3 separate regions of the Mus musculus genome follow, and all the other regions are linked to region 3. The links are chromatin contacts, called in public HiChIP or PLAC-seq and promoter capture Hi-C maps. All regions are on one chromosome and are shown on one strand. The core of a region is the stretch at or near the end of the contact, and the rest is flanking DNA. Distances in the headings are between cores, read along the strand shown. Region 1 has its middle 47 kb from the start of Col3a1. Region 2 holds the start of Col5a2 (collagen, type V, alpha 2). Region 3 holds the start of Gulp1 (GULP, engulfment adaptor PTB domain containing 1).

Region 1 (2,700 bases), core at 45-2,544, 810 kb before region 3:
TCCTGAGTGAGATAACTCAGACCAAAAAAGACATGCATGGTATGTGCTCACTAAGAAGTTGATATGAGCCAAAAAAAAAAAAAGTGCCAAATACCCAAAATACAGCCCACAGAACTCAAAAACTTCAACAAGCTGAAGGGCCCAAGGAGAATGACTCAGTCCCACTTGGGATCGAGAAGAAAGCAACCAAAAGGGGGGAGGGAGTGAGCTAGGAGGGAGAGGAGATCAGGGTGTTGAGAGGGGAACATGATAGGTTATTGGATGGGGAGAAAGGACTGAAATCCCTGAGGGCCAACAGAAAGAATGAAAACATGCAACCTCGGGAGATACAAGGTTTGGGGGAGGATCCTCCAGAATATACTAGAGACCTGGGAGGTGAGAGCCTCTCAGGACTCAATGTGAGGGTCCTTAGATGAAATGACTTACAGTGGGGAGAGGGAATTTGTAGAGCTCACCTCCAGACAGGACATCAAGTGAGGAATGCAGTTGTCATCCCACAGTCGAAACTCTGACCCATAATTGTTCCTGTCTGAAAGAACTGCAGGAATGGAAATGGAGAGGAGCCTGAGCAAAAGAAGGTCCAGTGACAGGCCCAAAGTGGGATCCAGCTCAAGGGGAGGCCCCAAGACCTGACACTATTTTGGAGGCTATGGAACACTCACAAAAAGGGACCTATCATTATTGCCTGCTGAAAGACCCAACAAACAGCTGAAAGAGTCAGATGCACATATTTGCACCCAACCAATGGACAGAAGCTCCTGACCCTGTGATTGAATTAGCAAAAAGCTGGAAGAAGCTGAGGAGGAGGGTGACCCTGCAGGAGGACCAGCAGTCTCAATTAACCTGTACCCTGGAGATCTCTCAAATACTGGAACACCAACCAGGTAACATAAACCAACTGATATGAGTTCTCCAACACATAAACAGCAGAAGACTGCCAGGTCTGTGTTTAGTCAGAGAAGATGCACCTAACCCTTAAGAGACTAGATGTCCAAGGGAGTTTAAAGGTCTGGTGGGGTGGGGGGTGGGAGTGGGACATCCTCATGGAGACAGGGGGCAGAGAGGAGGTATGGAATGTGGAACAGTCATAGGTGGGGACACAGAACTAAACAGAAAATTCTCAACTGAGGAATTTTGAATGGCCGAGAAGCACAAAAAGAAATGTTCAACATCCTTAGTCATCAGGGAAATATAAATCAAAACAAACCTGAAATTTAGCCTCCCCCAGCTTTGAGTAAGCTGGCTTTGACCTTGCTGCCAGTGAGTATGAGACCACCTGGGGTGGAGTCTTTCCATTTAGATGGCTCTATTGTTCTGTTAACTGCTGCTGCTCTTCTCCAAGACACTGCTACCTGCTGAGAGGCCCTTGAGATATTCCAGAGACAGCATCCAGCAGATCTCCTACATGCTGGCAACAGGCATCAAGAATGGATTGGTGGGGGATGGGCCTCCACCCCTTTATAAGCACAGACTCTTAGTAAACTTGGGGGCCTTGAAACATGTCTTGGCCTCCATAATTTCTCTCGCTGTTTCCTTCCATACAGCTCCGGCACCCCACTCAGGAACCCAGTTAGTGTGGCCGCAGGCAGCTTACACTGAGATTCCACATTATACCAGTCAGAATGCCTAAGATCAAAAACTCAGGTAACAGATCAGGATATGGTGAAAGAGGAACACTTCTTCATTGCTGGTGAGATTGCAAGCTGGTACAAGCACTCAGTTTGGACATTCCTCAGAAAAGTGGAAATAGTTCTTCCTAAGGACCCAGATATACCACTCCTGGGCATATACCCAGAAGATGCTTCAACATATAACAAGGACACCTGCTTCACTATGCTCATAGTACTCACTAATAAGTGAGGGAGCAGTTCAGGTATGTGAGGAAATATAGGAGTAGTACAGAAGGTCAGGAATTTCAAAGTAGGTGTGTAGCAGTGGGGAAACTCTGGTTAGCCACTAGAAAGTCTCAGATGCCAGGGACCCAAGAGGTTCCCAGGACCCAACAGGAAGACATTAGCTGAAATACCCAACAAAGTGGAGAGAGAACCTGTAGAGACCATATCTAATGGGTAGGCACAGCTCCCAGTTGAGGAATGGGCCACCTACCTACCTCAAAAATATTAATATGAATTCCTCCTGTCAAAAGGAAATCCAGGGAGTGAAGTAGAACCTAAAGGAAAGGCCATCCAGAGACTGCCCCACCTAGGGATCCATCCCATCTGCTGGCACCAAACCCAGACACTACTGCTGATGCCAATAAGTGCTTACTGACAGGAGACTGGTATAGCTGTCCCCGAGAGGCTCTGCCAGAGACTGACTAACACAGATGTGGATGTATGCAGTCAAACATATATGTATGCAGTGCAGAACCCCAATGGAGAAGTTAGGGCAAGGACTGTAGGAGCTGAAGTGGTTTGTGACCCTATAGGAAGATCAACAATATCAACCAACCAGTTCCTGCAAAGCTCCCAGGGACTAAACTACCAACCAAAGAGTACACATGGGAGGATCTATGGCTCCAGCTAGATATGTACCAGAGGATTGCCTTAGCAGGCATCACTGGGAGGGGAGCCCCTTGGTTCTTTGGAGGCTCCACTACCCAGGGTAGGGGAATGATAGGACGCTGAGGCAGGAGTGGGTGGGTGAGGGGAGTGGGAAGCACCCTCATAGAGGCAGGGAGGAGGGGGAAGAGGATGGGAG
Region 2 (2,700 bases), core at 95-2,594, 950 kb before region 3:
CAGTGTGTTGGTGAACGAATTCACTAAACAAAGGCAGGTCTTGGTGACAAGTTATTTTCAATGATACAGGGCTAGAAAGTTGTTTTTGGAACTTCTCCAGAGTTTAGTTCCACCTCTCAATTTAAAGCATCTTGGATTTCTTTATTAAGGAAATTAAATAGTAAATGAAGCCTCATATACCTATTTTAATTTATACTATCCCTTTTCTTTGCATTTATTTGGGGTTTAGTTAATTCCACACATAGCTGTATATATTGTTTGTATTTTTTTGTTTCACGTAGATATATTTTTTCAGCATTTGCATACACATGTTCCTTAAAGGTGATGGATGCTGACTTTGTTTCTAGTCTGCCATAATCCTTCCTCTATTCAGTGTGTCTCAGAGCACCTGTTCAGTGCTGAGTAACTATGAACAATTGAGTCACACATGACATGTTATGTGGGGCTTGATCCAGATCCCCCAGAACGCACACTATCAAATGAATTAGACTGTCAAAAACACTGAGGGCGTTTAAATCTGTCAAGCTTGAGTAGCACACAAAGTTAATGCCTTGCTCTTTACAGAAATATGCAGCTAGGACTACCACATTCCGTGGAAAGCTGGTGTGGGGTTCATAACAGCATCATTCACTTTTATGTAGCTCTTTGTAATTTAGAATCTAGTTAACAGCATATTGCTCAGTTTAGTGTCACCAGATCCTGCACACTGGTCAGGCCAAAGCCCCTTTTCTAACAACAACAACAAAAAAATTTGGACAGTTAAGGACTATGTATAAATTCACAAAATTGGTGAGTTGGCAGATCTGATATTGGAACCTACCCTTTCTGAGACTTAAACCAGTGTGTTTTCCTCCCTCCACAAGCTTAGTGAACATATTTGTTTTTTAACACAATAGCATGCTCTGTGACGAGGAGAACGTATAGATGTGCCTACTAAAAAGATGTGGAAATAACTCAATGTAAAGTATCTCAAGTTCATTTTGTATTGGCCATATTCTGCCTCCTTTCTTCCACAATCTTCTCAGAGCATAGGAGAGGGAGGAGGATGAAAATTGGGACAAGAATCCTTCCTCCATTGCCAAAAGAAAGGGTTAAAAAAGTGACGTTTTAAAGGCTTAAGTGGCAAAGAGAATTCTGAATTATTTAAGTGCAAAAGAAAAAAAAATCCACTAAAAGGCTGTAATCCTCCCTAAAGTTTTTTTAGTGTCTCTGGAAAAAGTCAGTGGGTGTGTGTCTGGGGAAGGGTTGGGGAGGGTGGATCAGACTCCTTCTAATAGGCTTTCTTTAAAAAAAGAAGAAAAGAAAACACACACACACTCAAACAGAAGGAGAAATAAAAGTTTGTCTCTGTTGAGAAGCTTCCTCTGTGCTTAAAATCTACAAGAAGCACTGAAAACTCAAGTCGCAGAGGCGCGCGCTCTGATTTGGTTGTTTACCATCAATCAGACGGTTGCTTGGCAGACACTGGATGGTTATGAGCCTGAACAAGCTGAAAGGGGCAGGAAAAGAAGTGGAGGCAGCATTCTTCCTATTTAAAGCTGCACCGCTTGAAAAAAGTTTTCGCAGACTGTGCCGGACCTGGTGCTGAAACAGACTGAGGCAGCGCGGGGACTGGTGCTGAAAAAGAGCCCCCAGCGGAATTCATGGTGCTACAGTGACCTCAGTATCTACTCTTCGATCCCAGGAGGACCCACATGTCTCATATTTAGACATGATGGCAAACTGGGTGGGAGCAAGACCTCTCCTCATTCTTTCTGTTTTATTAGGGTACTGTGTCTCAATAAAAGCCCAGGAACAAGAGAATGGTGAGTTTGCCTTTTGCTTTGCTTATGGTGTTTATGGCTTGGTTTGGGAACTAGATGGAATGTTAAGCTTCAGGAAGAGGATAAAGAGAAGACTCTGGTTTGAAGTTTGAGAAGGGGGCTCTAGGATTTGTAGCTTGGCTCTGGAGACTAGGCACATTTGCAAATCCGGAGCTTCTGTGCGTGCCCTGGCAAAAAGTGGGCTTCTGACATCCTGTAAGAGCCAGGATATCACCAGTCTTTTTTTTTTTTTTTTGCCGGAATGTAAGAGTGGGACGTTTAAAAGAAAACAAGAGTGCTTAAAACGGAGCCCCGGAGGCACTTTTAGTTAGAGGTCTGTCCTGTGGGCAGGCGCTTTCCAAGCAGGGAAAGCCGCTGCAGCAGAAGCTGGGCAGGGTGGAGTCTTTCCTGTGTGAACTTCAGCAGCTTCATGAAAGTCTTTGTTTAGAAAAACCTCTCCAGCAGGCAAATCCGATAGTTCGGAATTTCCTTTGTCTTTGCTCTTTATCCTCCCCTCCTAAAGTTTTCATCTCTGATCTTAAAATCGGGTTTGCCTACAGAGAGGGAGTCAAGTTTATTTCTCCATGACAGACTCTGATAGAAACCAGATTTCTTAAATTTCTGTGCTTTCCCACCCTACTGACTTGATTATCAGGACAGCATGGTTCCTGGGTGGATGGATGAAGGCAGGAAATTCTACTTGGAACAGAGTATTAAGAAGGACTTTCCCCTTAGACCCTTCCTTTCTCCCTTTCTTCTTCTCTTCCCCCGTTCCTTCTATTTTCTTTTCTTTTAAGGCATATCTTGCTTGGTTACTGTTTTGTTTTGTTTCCCCTATGTGATTTACATATGTTAGTGCTGGGATGTATTGTTAAGCAAAATGGCGTGGCTGCTATAG
Region 3 (2,700 bases), core at 189-2,688:
CTGTTTTCTAATTCGTACTCTTTTACGACCTGTTCAGCCATATGGACTACATAAAATCATAGGTATCCTGGCCTCTGCAAGCCCTAGAATTAATAGAATTGACAGAGTCTAGAAAGTTTTCATTCTTAAATGTTGGTGCAGCATTTTTAAAAGCAGACAGAATACACAGTTATTAAATCTTCCTAATTGATATTATGTTGTCAAACAGACTGAAATATCGCACGTAAATGTCTATTAACAAAGACAAGCTCCATCAAGAAAAACTAAGACGCTGTGTGTGTGTGTGTGCGTGTGCGTGTGTGTGTGTGTGTGTGTGTGTGTGTCGGGGTGAGGTAGGGGTGTTCCTTGACTGCCAGCCCACACTTGAGAGTTTCCCCAACAGCAGCTGTATCTCCCTCACTCTACCTTGGCACGCTATTTCTAGCTGCAGCGTTCAGCTTCCTGTTCAAGTCCCATTCTACATTGTAAACACATTCCAAGAAAACTAGACTGCCCAGAGTTCCCTCCTGCAAACAGGGAAATCAGCCCAGCAGCCCCAGGATAGAGAGCCAGTTGGGCCACCACCAGGAGGTGGACCAGAGCAAGCAAGCTTGGCAAGCTGAGTCCCACTAACATAACGCCCGCAGAAGCGGGGATCTGACCGGCCTAGCCAAAGGGCAGCCGCATGGACACCGCCCGAGAGTGGGGGCCCTACCCACGTAGGGCTTTAAAGTATCTGCGGCCCAGTCACAAGCTCCTTGCCGCCTCCCCTGCCGCTGCCCACATTTTTACAGCGACCCAAACAAAGCGAGACCAAGCTGGAGGAAGTTGGCTCTCGGGTCGCCTAGTTGACCCAGCGATGCCTCCTTTTGCTGAGCAGCCTCTGTTCCATGCACCCGCAGCGGGCGGGATGGTCCAGCGTCCCCCCACCGCTTGCTCCCGACGCCTGCTAGCCCCCACCTCGCCCAGAAGTTCCTCCTTGGGTCGAGGGGAGGATGCGGCGGGAAGGCACAGGGCTGGCGTCCCTGGGTGGCCCCATCTTCCTCCCTCACTGCCCCCGCCTGCAGCAACAGGTCCCTCTTTCAGTGCCCACAGACTCCCTGTGCCCTCGGGGTCGGAATCTGCGCAACCTATAAGCGGTCGCAGCCCGGTGCCCTCCTCACCCTCCTGCTAACTGCGCTTTCCTCTCGGGGTCTGTTCCTGGTTCCGCGCCACCTGGCCATAGCTGGCCGGACCAGAGACGCTCCCGCTTCCTACCCTGGCTTGTAGAGGGATGCGGTCGCAGGGCTGGGGCAGGCACAGGAGCTCCGGGAACCGTGGCCCACGATCGCGTGTTCGTATCCCACAGGAAAACTTTGTGCAGGTTCGAAAGGCACTGGGCTCCGGACCCTAGGGCTCTGGTCCTCTCCCTCCTTCTAATCCGCTGAAGCCCAAACTGGTGCTGGCGACGGCAGGGGCTGGGTCGGGACTCCCGGTTGCTGAGGGCTAGGATCGCCGGGCTCCCCCTCTCGGCCAGAAGAAAACTCCGGCTCTGTGTGCGCACTAGGGACGCTGGTGGGGTTTTCTGCAGTAATGCAGAACTGTCCTGCTTTTAAAGGCAGACCTGGAGAGGTTAGGGAGTAAGACAGAAAGAAACCGGTTTCCAGAAGAAGCTGTCCATTCTTATTTCAGACGGAGAGAAAACACCGGCCCCGCCCCACTTCCACAGCTCCAGGTTTCCTTTTAAACCTCCTCCCACAGATGCTGTTTGGTAAGAATTTAAAACACCTCTGAGGTTTAACAAAAAAGAAAGTGACACAGAAAGGGCATAAATATAAGTGAGGAGGGCTCTCCACAGCCTCGTGAAACGCAGCTGCAGGGACTAGACTTTTTCTTTTCTTTTTTCTTTTCTTCTCTTCTCTTCTCTTCTCTTCTCTTCTCTTCTCTTCTCTTCTCTTCTCTTCTTTCTTTCTTTCTTTCTTCCTTCCTTTCTTTCTTTCTTTCTTTCTTTCTTTCTTTCTTTCTCTTTTAAACTCTGTCTGAATCTTTGCACGTTACCCCTCCCCCCCGTGGGGCGGTGAAAGGTAGCTGGTCCCTGGTTGAGCTAAGGCTAAATGCCCAGGAGACCATGAAGGGACAGTAGGAGTTTTTGCCTGCTCCTGGACACCAGGCCTCTGTCACTAGCTGTAGCCCCACCTCCATCCTCCATAGATTTGTGGTCATCAGTTACATAAGCGCAACTCCCCAAGCCCCTCCACAGGTAGAGGATATGACCTGTGGTCACATAGGCTCAAATCTAATCTCTATTTTAATGAGGTACTCTCCCTGTAAAAGGTATTTAATCTCAGGCCCACCCTGAGAAGGGGGGTATGGTTTTACACATCCACTTTCTGCCATGACAATAAATGCCTTAAAACCAAGGACTGCCTCTTTTCTTCAGGATCTGCCGCAGGGAGACACGGAGATGACCTTTGTCTACAGAGCCACTGTGTAATCTTCCATAGAAGGCCTCTCTGTGCTCCCAGCCAGGACCCAAGCCCAAGCTAAACTCAAGCCAAGGACTCTCCCCTGAGACCAGCCAGAGCTCCTCCCTTCTTTCCCCCACCCTGGCCCTGGGCTAGATCCAACCCTCGGGCCCCCACTCTGCTTTCAGCTCTTCCTCAGCTTCCAGCCGCACCTGGATGTCCAAGAGCCTGAGAACCAGAAGACCAGGTCTTATCACAGGCCTGGGGAGCTCCAAGC

Evidence for each region. Promoter capture Hi-C pulls out the DNA fragments that hold promoters and counts their contacts. HiChIP or PLAC-seq counts read pairs in DNA pulled down with a chosen protein or histone mark.
Region 1: an H3K27ac HiChIP or PLAC-seq map of embryonic stem cells shows a contact between it and region 3, with 4 times the contacts expected there. The contact joins the enhancer-like site here to the promoter of Gulp1 in region 3. A contact is called at or near these places in 5 of 39 promoter capture datasets (3T3-L1-derived adipocytes, the HPC-7 cell line, cranial neural crest and 2 more), 3 of 115 datasets of contacts at active chromatin or transcription factors (embryonic stem cells and stem cell-derived neural progenitor cells) and 1 of 9 other capture datasets (embryonic stem cells).
Region 2: a contact with region 3 is called in a promoter capture Hi-C map of hippocampal neurons, with 6 times the contacts expected there. The contact joins the promoter of Col5a2 here to the promoter of Gulp1 in region 3. A contact is called at or near these places in 8 of 39 promoter capture datasets (the 3T3-L1 cell line, 3T3-L1-derived adipocytes, cranial neural crest and 4 more), 2 of 115 datasets of contacts at active chromatin or transcription factors (astrocytes and fibro-adipogenic progenitors) and 1 of 9 other capture datasets (adipose tissue).

Annotation. Positions count from the first base shown.
Region 1 is chr1:45,356,840-45,359,539 of GRCm38.p6, reverse strand. No RefSeq gene overlaps it. Among named protein-coding and RNA genes, the nearest start is that of Col3a1, 47 kb to the right of the region's middle. Within about 2 kb of position 1,294, at least 11 of the 459 cell types and tissues checked have an H3K27ac peak or open chromatin away from gene starts, as enhancers often do. A contact at or near this core is called in embryonic stem cells, where this site is marked.
Region 2 is chr1:45,501,926-45,504,625 of GRCm38.p6, reverse strand. Col5a2 (collagen, type V, alpha 2) reads left to right here and starts at 1,344. Exons shown (of 54, transcript NM_007737.2): 1 at 1,344-1,805. The coding sequence starts at 1,712.
Region 3 is chr1:44,550,409-44,553,108 of GRCm38.p6, reverse strand. It overlaps Gulp1 (GULP, engulfment adaptor PTB domain containing 1), which reads right to left and starts at 1,438. Exons shown (of 11, transcript NM_028450.3): 1 at 1,237-1,438. Gm39635 (a long non-coding RNA gene) reads left to right here and starts at 1,652. Exons shown (of 3, transcript XR_865406.1): 1 at 1,652-1,729; 2 at 2,399-2,700.